Regions from separate parts of the Mus musculus genome. Here regions 2 and 3 are each linked to region 1. A link is a contact called in public HiCAR-type and HiChIP or PLAC-seq data. All regions are on one chromosome and are shown on one strand. Each heading gives the region's core, a stretch centred on a gene start, on an enhancer-like site or on the middle of the called end of the contact. The rest is flanking DNA. Distances are from core to core; before and after follow the strand shown. Region 1 holds the start of Odr4 (odr4 GPCR localization factor homolog). Region 2 overlaps Pla2g4a (phospholipase A2, group IVA (cytosolic, calcium-dependent)). Region 3 holds the start of Hmcn1 (hemicentin 1).

Region 1 (4,663 bases), core at 539-3,038:
AATTTAAATGATGCCTAAATTTCTGTAAAAATAAACATGCAGACTTCCCACAAAAAGGGACTGCATTTGTCTACTTCATCCCATTATTGGGACATATAAATTACTCAGTATTGACTGTGTGTAAATTAATTAACAGAATACAGTATATTATACAAACTTCTTAAGAGTCACAAAATAACTGGATATTTTTACTTATCAACGTTGCTTGATAACTACACTTTATTGAAGAAAAAAATTAAATTAGGTGGAAATTTCTAATCAATCTACCATACTATAGACCCCATTCCCTCAATTAATGATAAACCAAAACATGTGACAAAAAATTCTGTTTTTTCTTTCTTTTTTTTTTCGAGACAGGGTTTCTCTGTGTAGCCCTGGCTGTCCTGGAACTCACTCTGTAGACCAGGCTGGCCTTGAACTCAGAAATACGACTGCCTCTGCCTCCCAAGTGCTAGGATTAAAGGCGTGCGCCGCCACCACCGCCCGGCTCTGTTTTTTAAATAACTGTTTTCTTTCTCCCAAGAATATTTAAGCTATGTCTCTAATTTCCTTATACAAAAGCAACGACAAGAACGTACAAGCAGATATTTTTATTATATATTTCCTATCAAGTCTCAACGCTCTGGGAGAACCACCATATATTCATTTATCGCATTTCATTGCTCTTTCTAGTACCGTCCTTTTGTATACAAATTCCTCATCGCGACCATCTACTGCATTATTAGATCACAGGGTGCTATACACACTAAAACAAGGCACTAAAGGGGGGAAATGGGTAAAGGCTTATAAATCCAGTTTAAAAACAAACAAACTGGGGGGGGGGCGCTTAACTGTCATTTAAAGTACAGCAAAACAACATTAGATTAGGATTGCATAGTCCTAAAAATCTGGTGCAAACTGGGCCAAATTCTCCAGTTTCTGTCGGTGGGCCCATTGAGGAGTTTCCACAGAAGACTACGCTTAGTAAAAGGAAACCGAGGTAAACGAAGGTGGATTTAGATCGGGGAGGATCCCCCCGCCCCCCGATCTAAACCACACAGCGGGGAGAAGAGAGAAGGCCTCCGCTGCACATGGAGCCTGAGAAGCTGCTACCTGAACACCTCACCAGGGAGAAGAGGGCAGGCGTGCAAAGGAGGTCGGGCCCCAGCTCCAGACCGGAGCGCGAAGAGCGTCTCCACACTTACCACTCTCCACCTTAAATTTCTCGTGCCGCCCCTTCAGGCAGTCGATCTCGGACTGCTGCTCGGCCAGGAACTTCTCAAGTTTGTTCTGCGTCGACTTCGGCAGTTTGTTCAGTTCCGGGCGCTCCAGCACTTGCTGCAACACCGCCGCCATGTCGGCCGGGATCGCGGCAACAGCCGCAGCGGCTGAAGGAGAAGCCAAGGAGCAAGGAGAAGCGCGGAGCCCAGCCGCCGGAGCCGCCCCGTCCGCCGCCTCGCTCGCGGTCTCTCGCGCGCCTGCCCGCCTGAGACTCCCGCGGCGGGACCCTGGGAAAGAGAGTCCCGCGTTAGGTGCAGCCAGAGCCGCGCCGCCGCGCCCTCTCTGCGCACGCAGCCACCGGGAGCTAGGCACGCTGGGAAAGCGAGTTCACAGCAGCCTCGGCCCCAGTTTTTTGGGGATTTCACCGGTTTCCAGCCCCAGAGACTCTTGGGAAATGTAGTGTATTTCTCACCCGCTTACGCGCGCTCAGGCCGCACCTCTCGCCCCACTTCCTTCTTTCTCCCCGCCCCCGGCTCGCCTCCTATGGCTGTGACGAGTGCCCGCGCGGGGGCGCTACATAAGTACGCAGCCACCCTCGTCCTTATCCCGGAGGAGCAAGACGACCTTACCGTCAAAACCCCGGGATGTCATGGGTACTCCTCTGTGGCCACTTCTAGAAGCCGAGCCACCAGAGGTCATGGGTCACGGCAGGGTGTCTCGACAGGCTCTGGGCTACCGCCACGATCTTAACGGTGCCCCGAGAGGGGCGGGGTGCAGGCCTCCCTCGCTTGGGTAGAAGAGCTGCGGAGATGGGTGCGGGACGGCTTGCGTCATCAGTCTGCACCCGTTGGGGCCGCGACCCGCGTTTGGAGTAGGAAGTGTCTCTGCTGTCGCTTTCTGATGAGATCATTGGCTGTGGACGTGGGGACCTGAGTGGCACCTGGCCTTTGAAGGTAGCTACTTGTACCCTAACTCGAGTTCTCTCGCTGACAGAAAGCTCCAGGGATTTATTTGCCACATGTGCACATTCTGAGATCAAGTTAGTCGGCCAAGGAATATGTGTGCACCCGGGCACCACCAGCTTCCTTTTCGGGGAGAAAAGAAAGGATTTAGGGACCATATGGAACAGTCAGTCACTGGTGCACACTCAAGCCCTGTTCGGAGGAGATTAGCTTAGTGTCAAACCTGGTACCTACATGCTTTTGTGGGTGTGAGGTACCGAATGACTTAGTGCGAAATTAAAGTAGTCTGGTTAATATTTTAAACAGAAAAAAAATCAAATTTTGTTGTTTATGTAGTAAGATGACATTGCAGGCAAATGTCTGATGTTGACGTTTTTAATTTTAACATTTTTAGGACAGTTTTATTGAGACACTTGTCATTTTGCCACAGTAACAGAACTATGTCTGTTTCCCGAACACGACTCAGCAATATCAGCGTGTACTTCGTTTCATGGCTGGGTACTTTTCTGGAAGAATTTGTTGCCTTTTGATTGAAAATAAGGAGAGCACATGCCTGTGGTGTCAGCTACAGGGATTAAGAGGTGGGGGGGTTATCATTCCAGGACAGCCTGTGTTAGGAGTCAGGCTCTGTCTTAATGAAGGGGATGGGAGGGATTAAATTAGTAGGAGATTCATAACTGAATTCACAAGCTGAAGAAGAGGACAGGAGATGAGAACAGGAGATGTTCCTGCAATGATTCAATTGAAGGGCTGAGTATCATTGCCACCGCAAGCAAAACAGATTGAGAGAACTTAAATCCCACCTTTCACACTCACTACTTTAGTCATTTGGAGGAGTTATTTAACATTTCTTTTTGATTTCTTTATGTATAAAACGGAGACGACAATAATAGTACTTACCGTGCAGGAATTTGTATTAAATATCAATACATGTGAAGTCCTTAGAAAAATGTCCCGTGTAGAATTGAAGCAATATAGATAATTGTCATTGCAGACTGGTTACCTAAGTGGCTGTTATTAGGAGTTGTCTCATAGCAGCAATCACACATTTGTGCCTTCCCACCTTGCACAATTTGTAGAAAACAGTCGTTTTACAGTCACTATTGGGTAAACAAATTTGAGTCTCTCTCCTCTTAATGAACTAATCAGAAATTCAGCTTCCATATTTTAGAAACAAGAATATCGAAGTTCACCAATAAATTGTCATAGAGAATGCAGCTAAGGAGTAGATCTAAAATAAGAAATTAGATGTGTTGAATGGTATCCTTATTTCCTTATCCCAAGAGTGAGAAGTAACTTTGCTTTCTCATGGCAATTGGTAATTATATTTGTTATTGTTGTTTTGTTTTCTTCCTGTGTCTTTCCAGGCAGGGTTTCACTCTTTAGATCAGATTGTCCCAGAACTCACTATATAGCTTTGGCTGGCCTCCAGCTCAAAGCGCCAAGTCTGTTTCATCCTCAAGGGTACAGCAATTCCAGGCTTGCACCACCATATCTGGCTGGGACTCTTGTTCCTTCTTTTCTTTTCTCAAAAGATTTTTGGATTTATTATCGTTTGGTGTGTATATTTGTGTGAACAAGCTACATGTGTGCAGACTTGAGAAGTGGGAGTCAGATTTCCTGGAGTTGCAGCTAAAGGCATTTGTGCACCTCTGGACTTGGATGCTGGAAACCGAACCCAAGCTCTGTGGAAAAGCAGCATGGGCTGCTAACCGTTAAGCCACCACTCTGGCCCCAAGGGAGTTCTTTCTTTCTTTCTTTTTTTTTTTGACAGGGTTTCTCTGTGTAGCCCTGGCTGTCCTGGAACTCACTCTGTAGACCAGGCTGGCCTCGAACTCAGAAATCCACCTGCCTCTACCTCCCAAGTGCTAGGATTAAAGGCGTGCGCCACCACTGCCTAGCAGCGGGAGTTTTTTCTTATAGCACTGTACTAAGAATTCCAAAGCTGGGAGCTGGAGAGATGGCTCAGCAGTTAAGACCACTGACTGCTCTTTCAGAGGTCCTAAGTTCAATTCCCATCAACCACATGGTTACTCACAACCATCTGTAATGAGATCTGATGCTCTCTTCTGGTGTGTCTGAAGACAGCGACAGTGTACTCACATAAATAAAATAAATTTAAAAAATTAAAAAAAAAAAAGATTTCCAAAGCTGCATTTTAGTTGTACAGAAAAGAATGCCTTATTTTATAAATGATCACTGCAAGAAATAGGAGAGTTTTGGGAATGGGCCACTCTTTTTGTTCTATTGCCTGTCCACCAATGCTAAAACATCAGAAATCGCTTTTCCCCCCAAAATGCTAACTTTTATTTCTTGCAATTTAGGCTGTTGAATTGGCTGTCTATAATGGGAAGAACCTACATTGTAGAAGAGACTGTTGGCCAGTATCTTTCAAGCATCAACCTCCAGGGAAAACCTTTTGTCTCTGGTCTTTTGATAGGACAGGTATGTATATGTCTGCTACTCTGCAGGTTGATAAAAACAAATTACTCATTAGTTTC
Region 2 (4,373 bases), core at 1,067-3,566, 530 kb after region 1:
ATGTCATTTTTCTATTAATGAAGTGTCTTGTTTCTAAAATGCTTCTAGATTGGGTGGAATTTAGTCCATATGAGATTGGCATGGCAAAATATGGTACCTTTATGGCTCCTGACCTATTTGGAAGCAAGTTTTTTATGGGAACAGTTGTAAAAAAATATGAAGAAAACCCCTTGCATTTCTTGATGGGTGAGTGATCAAACCCTCTCCCTCTCTCCCTCTCTCCCTCTCTCCCTCTCTCTTTCTCAACTAACTTAAATTTGAATGCATTTGAAGTTACTGTTTTTCTCTTTTATTCTAGGTGTCTGGGGCAGTGCCTTTTCTATACTGTTCAACAGAGTTTTGGGAGTTTCTGGCTCACAGAATAAAGGCTCTACAATGGAAGAGGAATTAGGTATTGTAAAAGGCTTCGGATGATGAAAAGCTACACTGATAATTAACTATACTGATAAACGACTCACATATATGTGGAGAACATTAAATCTTCATAAGGATTTAATTCTGAATTCATCAGTAACTTGGTTGAAACAATTTAAGTGTTTCCTAAAAATCATGTCCAAATTATTGAAGCACTGTTAATGGCATTTCAGTTGTGAAATTTACAAAGATTACTCGTTGTTCCTAAGAAGAGCTTTACATCTGGCATTCGTTTCTAGCTTATCAGATGATTCTAGTACACACTACAAAAGCAAGAACAAAAAGCAGATAAATTAAGTCATGTCTTGTAAGCTAAAACTAATGGTTTTCTTTAAATCAAACATCCTATAATAATTCAAAAATGAGTGTTCCAAATCTTTAAAAAATAGACAACCTCTATGGAGAACTAGTGGATTATATTCATTATTAAAATAGAACTCTAGAAATATGTTTTTCTGGATGAATAAATTTGACTTTAAAAAGTGGTGCATATCATCATGATTTGCCCAGAGGTTTGAGGTCTATGCCCAGTAAGCACTATGTTTTGATGGACTGTGGAGTTCAATGCTGAATTAGAGATTTTGGGACAAGGATGTGGTTCCGTTTATAGAGCACTCCATAGTCTGCAACATCCTGCATTTGATCCCCAGGAACATGAACCATGGCATGGGGCACAAGTCAGAGAACTCCTCAGGACACATGAAATCCTGTTTCAGAAAGAAAACAAATAAGAATAATGAATGAGTGAATTTGGAGCCAATGTATCAGGGATCAGGGCTACCAGTCAATTACATCTTCCCCGCCCTCCTGTTCATGAAATATCTCTGGTCTGTTTGGAGAACACAGGATACAAAAAATGATATTTTAAAAATAATCAATTCATTTTAAAAAATGTATTTATGTAAAATGTTTATTTGCTTTCCCCGTCCCCCCCCCCCCCACCACCACCAATATGTGACCTTCAGCAATCATGGGCAATGGCTATCGACATAATGAAGCTTTATGCAGAAGAGACTCTAATTGTAACATGGCGTGGAGTACCATACATGTCCTTCTGAGTAGTAGTACTGTTTCTCCTCCTGAGAGGTTTTCTTTCTCTTGTTGATAGTTATATATAGCATGCAAAGATTCATTAGTCTATTCTTTAAGAGTTCCATTTGTTCATTTGGATCATTCCTAAGTAAGTACTGGGAAAGTGATTGTACCTTTTCATTAGGACCAACTATTTCTAAATACACATTAAATCAAGCAGAAAGGGCAGTTATAGTTGGTAGTACTTGGTCCATCCAAGCATCACTAAGTTAGGGGGCCGGCAAAGTGGGTAGTATCTGGAGCCAGAGGTGATCTTTAATAGAGTCACTATTTCTTCATGGTTAAAATATAATCAAAGTGTATAAAGATGAAGAAGGTCTGGGAGGCAGCCTCAGTGGTTGATAACTTATCTGGCATGTGCAGGGCCCTAGATTTGATCCCCAACATTATACCACCACCAACAGCAAATCGGGGTTCCCCACCAGAAGATTGTAAGATGACACCTTTAATCTGAGCTTTATAAGAAGATCTAGGTTAGCCTGAGCTAAAGTGTAGGGGTGAGGTAATCCTGCTTGGTTTATTTTAGTGGCATCCCTGGTAGATGACCTGTTCAACTTTAGTTTTGTGGAAACCACTGAGTCTTTTCTGAATCACACAAGTCTTTTCTGAACTACGTGAAGGTTTTTAAAAAGAGAAAGGAAAGCAGAGAGGGAGCCCACGCGGGTGGCCTGCTTCCTGTGTTCCTTCTCTGCTGAATAATCCTGATAACTCAGGTTAATTATTATTTTTTTCCTCCTAAGGCAGGAAGAGAATAGGGCTGAAATTACACATCAGAAGGTGGGCGAGACAATGGCTGCAGGCCAAGGAAAAGGAAGATGTTTACAGCGCACAGTGCTGAGAAATCTCTGTGGAGAAGTCCCCTCGGGGCCAGCAGTCTGGCCACTGGCTGTTTTGTGTCAGACTGAGGGCAGTGGATATTGTGTTCTTGGGCTCCACTGGTCAGCAGGAGGCATGTTAGCTCAGATTATGTAAGGGTTTCCAGAAATGAAACTGAAGAGGTGACTGAGGGTTCTCGAGACTTCTGGGGACTGCTTCATCCTTTGACTAAGTGGGGTCTCTCTTTTTAAGGGGCACCCAGAGGGGACTTGTTTGCCTGTTTGTTTGTCTGTTTGTTTATTTTTTACTCTATTACCTTAGTGAAGATTTTAAGGTGAACTGGAACCCTGATTAAATAACTTTAAATGAAATAATTTACTTGCTCAAAGAGTTGTTTGATGTGGGAAATTTTACTACTAAAGTGAGCTATGTAAAGATACCAGAGATGAGTTCAGATAAATCCAGTCAAGCTCTAAAAACATCCTTATAAAGAAAACAGTGCCATTTTCTTAAATTCGCTTACTAAATGCAGCCAAAGTAGGACATACCAAAGCCATAGAGACAGACAGGAGAAAATGTCTAAGGAAAGAAAAGTGCAGATAGCAAGCAGCAGAGCAACCCAAAGTGTATGACAACTGGGGTGTGTCTTTTTTACTACCCGCCTCTGCTGTGGAACAGAATTACTGCTGTCACAGTTATAATAGGAAAAGAAAAAAATCACATTTTGAGTATTTTATTTTGTTGAATTTTGTAGTTATAACTAATGCCAGTAAAAGTGAAATTTAACCTCTCAGGAATTTACTAACCTTTTCATTATGTAACTGTCCATGCATCTGCTATTTATGTGAGCTTAACAAATATAAAGAGAGAAATATGGGGAGCTGCATGCCACACCCCTTGGTTTTTTTTTTTTTTTTGAGCTTGCGTTTTCCCAAGTGGTTCTTGTGAGTAAAATTGCTAAATTTGGATCTAGTGTATTGAAATTGAATAAAAAAATATAGTCTTTTCTATTTGCTAGCAAAGAAAAAGAAAAAGTCACTACGAAGCATAGTTCACATGAACCAGCAGAAAGTCTGATTTTTCTGCAAATATTAATCACAAGAATAGTTGTCAGGTTTCACAAATTAGATGCATTTCCCCTGGGAAAAGGATGGTGAAATGTTAGACCAGCTTTTACCACTATGTTGATATTAAGGCTATGTAGTGCTTCTTAGCTTTCATGGCTGGTCTTAGTATGCTTTGAAAAGAAAAAAAAAGACAAATTATTCACATACTGGAAACCGACAGATGGTTTTCAGTGTTGGCAAAAAAAATCAGAAGTTAAATAAAGTGAGTACTTGTTCTCCATGTTCTGGAGACTGTTTAGTAAGTAGATCATTTGTAGATCTGGTTTTGTCCTTTATTCTCTTTCATAAACACTATTTAAAAATATAATCAAGCAGTTATTAAAGTTACAATGAACTCATAAAAGCCCTTTCCTTAAAACTAGGAATTGATAAATTTACATTAATTTTGTTTACTGGGATATTATTTCACTCAGTGATACATTTTTTTTTAAATTAGCGAATCTGGTAAGTGTCCACTTACAACACTAAGGCTAAAGTTCCAGGGAGACACAGTAGTCCTCCTCCTGTAGTTTTGCTCTGATCACTTCTCCACAGTTAAAAAGGAATGCGACCACCACATAGCTCTGGTTGGCTTGGAACTGGCCTTGAACCCGGAGAGTTCTGCCTGCCCCCACCTCCTGCGAGCTGGAATTAAAGACTTGCACCAATACTCCCTCGTCTGCCCCGTAAATTTAGTTGTGAATCTGATCCCCAAGATGTCTCAATGATTTTGTCTTCTTCCCATAGAAAATATTACAGCAAAGCACATCGTGAGTAATGACAGCTCCGACAGTGATGATGAGGCTCAAGGACCCAAAGGTGAGAGAGCGAGAGCTTCTGGGAGAGTGTGAGGGGAGGAGGGGAGAGCATTGTCCATCCAGTCCACCTCTATGTCTCTAAGCACTGATGACCTTCTAAGTCCTGAAGTGTCAGCATGGGGGCTGT
Region 3 (4,417 bases), core at 937-3,436, 600 kb before region 1:
CACAGTAAGGAATAGACTAAGAGAACATAAAGACATAGTATAGAAACTATTAAAATGAAACTAGGGAAGAAAGGGAACAATTAAGGAAAATGAACACAATGTTAGTGAGCAATGAAACAGCTTCAAGTGTCTCCTGCACACGTAACGTTTTTGAAAATGAATGTTGTGTCATAATTTTAAAGATATGTTTATCAATCAAGAGGACATAATACTCTCTGCACTTAGTTACAAACGTTCAAAAGGCACAAAGCAAAACCTCACAGAACTTCAAGAAGATTGACAGATCCACAGAGTCCTATATTTCAATACGATTCTCAATAACTGGTCACAAGTGGGCAGGAATCAGTAATGATATAGGAAATTTAACTTAATTAAGATTTAATTTTAATTTAAGATTTGTTTAACACAATTAAACAAATCTGTTTCACATTTGTTGAATAGTCAATTTACACAACACCACTCCCTTTCCTCCAAATGCATCTGGAACACGTATAGATCGTTTAATTCTGATTAGGTAACTGCCATGTTTCCTATTACAAGTAAATAAATTTTAAAAAAGGCAGGAAGAAGGTAGGTAGCTTGCTGAAGGTCACAGCTATTAAGCCCCATGCAGGACTTAGCACCTGGTTGTCTACACCCGGTGTAGAATGCAGAACTCTCCCACCTCTCTGAGCACCTGGAATAACTCAGGTCTCTATGACCTAGAATGAAATCCTTTTTAAATAAACAAAGGAATGGACTACTCAAATAGCATTCAACATTCTCTAAATACTACTTGGAAAGGAAACATGTTCCCTCCCTCTCCTCTCATGTTCCCACACCAGCCCAAATGGCCCGTGTGCTTCCTTTAAGTGACATGACTTATAGGTATCATAAAATCAAGTTCCACAGATGGTGGGTCTGAAAGAGAAGACAGTTGGAGATTATAAAAGGCTGGTGGGAGCTGGCCCTTTCTCAGGCTGCCCCATGCTAGAGGGTGGTCTCATACACACTCAAACCCAGTTTAAAGCTGCCCAAGTGCTGTACTTCGAATGCTTGCATCCAGACAATAGCCCCTTTCCTGGGGGAGGGGGGCGTATTTATTAAAGGGGAACAAAGAATGGTTAGCGCATGAATGACTTTCTTCGCTTACCTTCTGAAATCTGTTAATCCGGCTATAATGTATATAATGATTGCGACTTGGAAGAACATTGTAATGTTTTCCACCGTAAAGTTTCCTTAAGTTTTGGCAGGAAAATGTCATTGAGAGGAACAACATTTCAGTGGATCTTTGCCTGAGACGTGACACATAGTTGTACTGGAGGGTATGTGAAATGGGAATACTATCGCATCACCATGCTTCGCAGAGGATTTAGGCTGATCAGCAAAGTGAATCTTGATAACGAAATTTCAACTCCCCCAGAATTTTTTCTCCCCTCCCTTCCCCTCCCCTCCCCTTTTCTTTTCTTTCTTTAAAAACAAACAAACAAACAAACAGACAGACAGACAGACAGACAAACACTGCTCTTTCTATTGGACGTCAATGTTTTATTGATACCCAGTTTCCTTTCCCAGTTCCACAGCACAGCTAGGGACTTTGTGATGTCTCTTACTTTCCCCCTATCTCCTTCCATTCTCCTTTGCCTCTACAGCTCCCTCTCCCTGCCTCTCCCAACTCCGTGCCTTCCTCTCATCTAAACACTCCCCAAGGAAGATCAAAGAACCATCCATCCTGTAGCTGCAGCCTAGAGGAAAGAAAGCTCCAGCTCCCCCTTCTGGCGGGGCTGAATGTTGGGTTGAGGGACAGGAAGCTAGGCTGGGGCATCTTAGCTTCTGCACTTGGGGTGGGCTGGGGAATTAGGTGTTGTCTGAAGCAGCTTTGCACAGACATTAGGGGAAAAAACGTGCACCAATTCCCTTTGTGCTAGCTAATGTGATGCCCTTGAATTTGGGAGTGGGCCACACATTCCTGAAAGCCATTGTTTACCTTGGAGTTTTGGAGATTGGCTATAGCTCTGAAGGGAACACCAGAGCTGACTTTGCGAGCGCTTCCCCGGTACTGGAGAGACTTGGAACTCACAGAGGGGGAAAGTCGCCCTCCGGGGTGGGGGCTCCAGCAGAGGAGGGACGGCCGCTGGCCAATCAGAAGGAGAGGTCGCGCCGGGCTTCGCCTCCAAGGGGCTAGCTGTGGAAAGTTGGGAGGCTCAGTCGCTGGCCTGGAGCGCGGCGGCGGAGGCGGCACCGCAGGCTCGCAGCGTCCCCCAGGGCATGGACCCCGCGCTCTGCGGGCGCTCGGCTACTCGCAGCTCCCTGCACGCGGCCGCTTAGAGCCCAGGACCTACCCAGCCGGACAAAAGGCGCCGCATCCCTGCCCAGCCCAGCCCAGCTCCTGGAGGCAGCCGGGCTCCGGGTTGGTCTGCATCTCATTCTCCGCTCCAAAACTTTTGAGTTAGTTCAGAGACTGCAAAAGCCTGATGAGGCACCAGAGAGGAAGCCAGTCCTCTGCCTGCTGTTGAGGAGTAAGCACAGTGGTTAGGAGCTTAGGGCAAAGAGAAAAGCAGCGAGCAAAACAAGAAAAGAAAAGAAAAAAATGATTGCCCAGGAAGTGGTCCACACAGTATTCCTGGTGGCTCTTTTTCGTTCTTCCCTAGCTGGAGATGGGACTCCGCAGTCTGAGAGCAGGGCTGAGGAGATTCCTGAGGGGGCGTCCACGCTGGCTTTTGTGTTTGATGTGACTGGGTCCATGTATGATGATTTAGTTCAGGTTATTGAAGGGGCTTCCAAAATTTTGGAGACGTCTTTGAAAAGACCTAAGAGACCTCTTTACAACTTTGCTTTGGTGCCCTTCCATGATCCAGGTAAGGGGAATACTTACTCTCTGTATTTGTTGTGCTTGGTGATTCATAATTCTATTATTTCTTATGCTATGAATTTGTTATATTGTCAGAAAGTTTCAAAAGCATTTAAAAAAATGCAGCGGAATACGATAGTAACAAAGAATTGCCTACTGGCATCTGGGGTTATATCTCAGTTTAGCAAGGCTTAGCCATGGAGTGAGTAGATGGCTTGTTTAGGGGGATTAAACAGTGGTGCCCTGACCTGGAAATGTGGTCCTCTGAAGATGAGAACCAGGACTTTGTAGTAGCAACAGCAGCAAGCTCAGAGTTAACCTGCTTGCATTTTCAAGCTAAAGACTGTTTCAATTGCTAAGGCAGCCACGGGACAGGAATGGGGTTTTCAGCAGCAGGGCACTGAGCGCAAGCGAGCACACACTCTCAAGATAGCCTCACATGGGAGAAAATCAGACCTGCTGCAGGGCACATGAGCAAGTCTGTAAATAGCAGCTAGGATTGGAACTGGAGGCATGAAAATGAAAGACAGAAGCCATTCATTCTGTAACTGAATCTATTCACCGTGGCACCGGGTCATCATTAGTTAGATTCACCGATGTGTGTAAACAGTATGTTCATGTCTCAGGCGGTACAAATGCATGCAATTTGCTAGGTCTGTGCTCTTGAAAGGTAGTTGAAGAAAAATAGCTTTATGTTGTGCCCTGCAGCTGTGGCTTTCTGCTGCTGTACTGTAACATGATCCTATTTACTCTTTTGCAGTTTCTTTTTCAAGTAGCACCTCTCTGCGAGGCTCCTAGGAGCCCTCATTGTCATCGTGGAGGGTAGCATTACAGGGGGAGCCCCAGGGCTTACTGTCTTGTGTCCACCTGAGTTTCATTAGGCAAGTAGCCGCTCAGTGGAAGAAATAAAACAGTGGTTTCTTAAGAGCCCTCCCCCACTGCTCTCCCACATTCCCCTTGCTTTTGAAATTCTCTCTTCTCTAGACTTTGGCATAACCTCTTTCACAATGAGAGCATGATGTTGAAGATCTCTGGTTTGGTGGTTTCCTCCCCCCTTCCTTGTGCATTTGCCAGGCATATTAAAATCCTAATTATTGCTGGTTATTAAATGTGGTGTATTTCAGCTATTTAAAAAGATGTCCTTGGGATATATTGAGAGGGAGCTAGAATTTTCTGGAATTTTAAAGTTCTTCAATGACAACAATAAGCAGTCCTGGTCTTCTGCAGTATATGCATGCATTTCCACACTGATCGGACATGATATGCTTTTCTATTTGAATCAAGAGTTTGATGGTCATTTGCCGTGTTTACTGTCTCATTAAGACACTTCAAATGTCATGATGTTTCAATTTATAAGATGTCACTTACGATGCAGTCCAAGGCTTTTGTTATTTTGGAATAGGCTAAACATACTTCCTCAACAGGGATGACTCTGAAGTTGACTCAAATATAAAGTAAAAGCGGATTTTGCTAATTTATAGCACAAGTTGCTTGCTTCAAAATTGATGAGATTATGTTACTGGAAAAATATAAAATATGTTTCATCTCATAAATGGATGCCGAATTACCATATTTTGGAATGATGTG

Evidence for each region. HiCAR-type assays count read pairs that join an accessible place to other places. HiChIP or PLAC-seq counts read pairs in DNA pulled down with a chosen protein or histone mark.
Region 2: a contact with region 1 is called in an H3K4me3 HiChIP or PLAC-seq map of neural progenitor cells, with 13 read pairs. The contact joins the enhancer-like site here to the promoter of Odr4 in region 1. A contact is called at or near these places in 3 of 39 promoter capture datasets (the C10 cell line, the HPC-7 cell line and cranial neural crest) and 7 of 115 datasets of contacts at active chromatin or transcription factors (bone marrow-derived macrophages, embryonic stem cells, large pre-B cells and 3 more).
Region 3: a HiCAR-type map of astrocytes shows a contact between it and region 1, with 2.5 times the contacts expected there. The contact joins the promoter of Hmcn1 here to the promoter of Odr4 in region 1. A contact is called at or near these places in 1 of 484 Hi-C or Micro-C datasets (CD4 T cells) and 4 of 115 datasets of contacts at active chromatin or transcription factors (astrocytes, bone marrow-derived macrophages, embryonic stem cells and 1 more).

Annotation. Positions count from the first base shown.
Region 1 is chr1:150,390,180-150,394,842 of GRCm38.p6, reverse strand. It overlaps Odr4 (odr4 GPCR localization factor homolog), which reads left to right and starts at 1,788. Exons shown (of 14, transcript NM_145511.2): 1 at 1,788-2,153; 2 at 4,487-4,607. The coding sequence starts at 4,509. Tpr (translocated promoter region, nuclear basket protein) reads right to left here and starts at 2,005. Exons shown (of 52, transcript NM_133780.3): 1 at 1,830-2,005; 2 at 1,185-1,487. The coding sequence starts at 1,899.
Region 2 is chr1:149,860,929-149,865,301 of GRCm38.p6, reverse strand. Pla2g4a (phospholipase A2, group IVA (cytosolic, calcium-dependent)) reads left to right here. Exons shown (of 18, transcript NM_008869.4): 11 at 49-186; 12 at 299-391; 13 at 4,176-4,247. Among named protein-coding and RNA genes, the nearest start is that of Pla2g4a, 98 kb to the left of the region's middle. Within about 2 kb of position 2,316, at least 67 of the 459 cell types and tissues checked have an H3K27ac peak or open chromatin away from gene starts, as enhancers often do. A contact at or near this core is called in neural progenitor cells, where this site is marked.
Region 3 is chr1:150,991,204-150,995,620 of GRCm38.p6, reverse strand. Hmcn1 (hemicentin 1) reads left to right here and starts at 2,186. Exons shown (of 107, transcript NM_001024720.3): 1 at 2,186-2,837. The coding sequence starts at 2,570.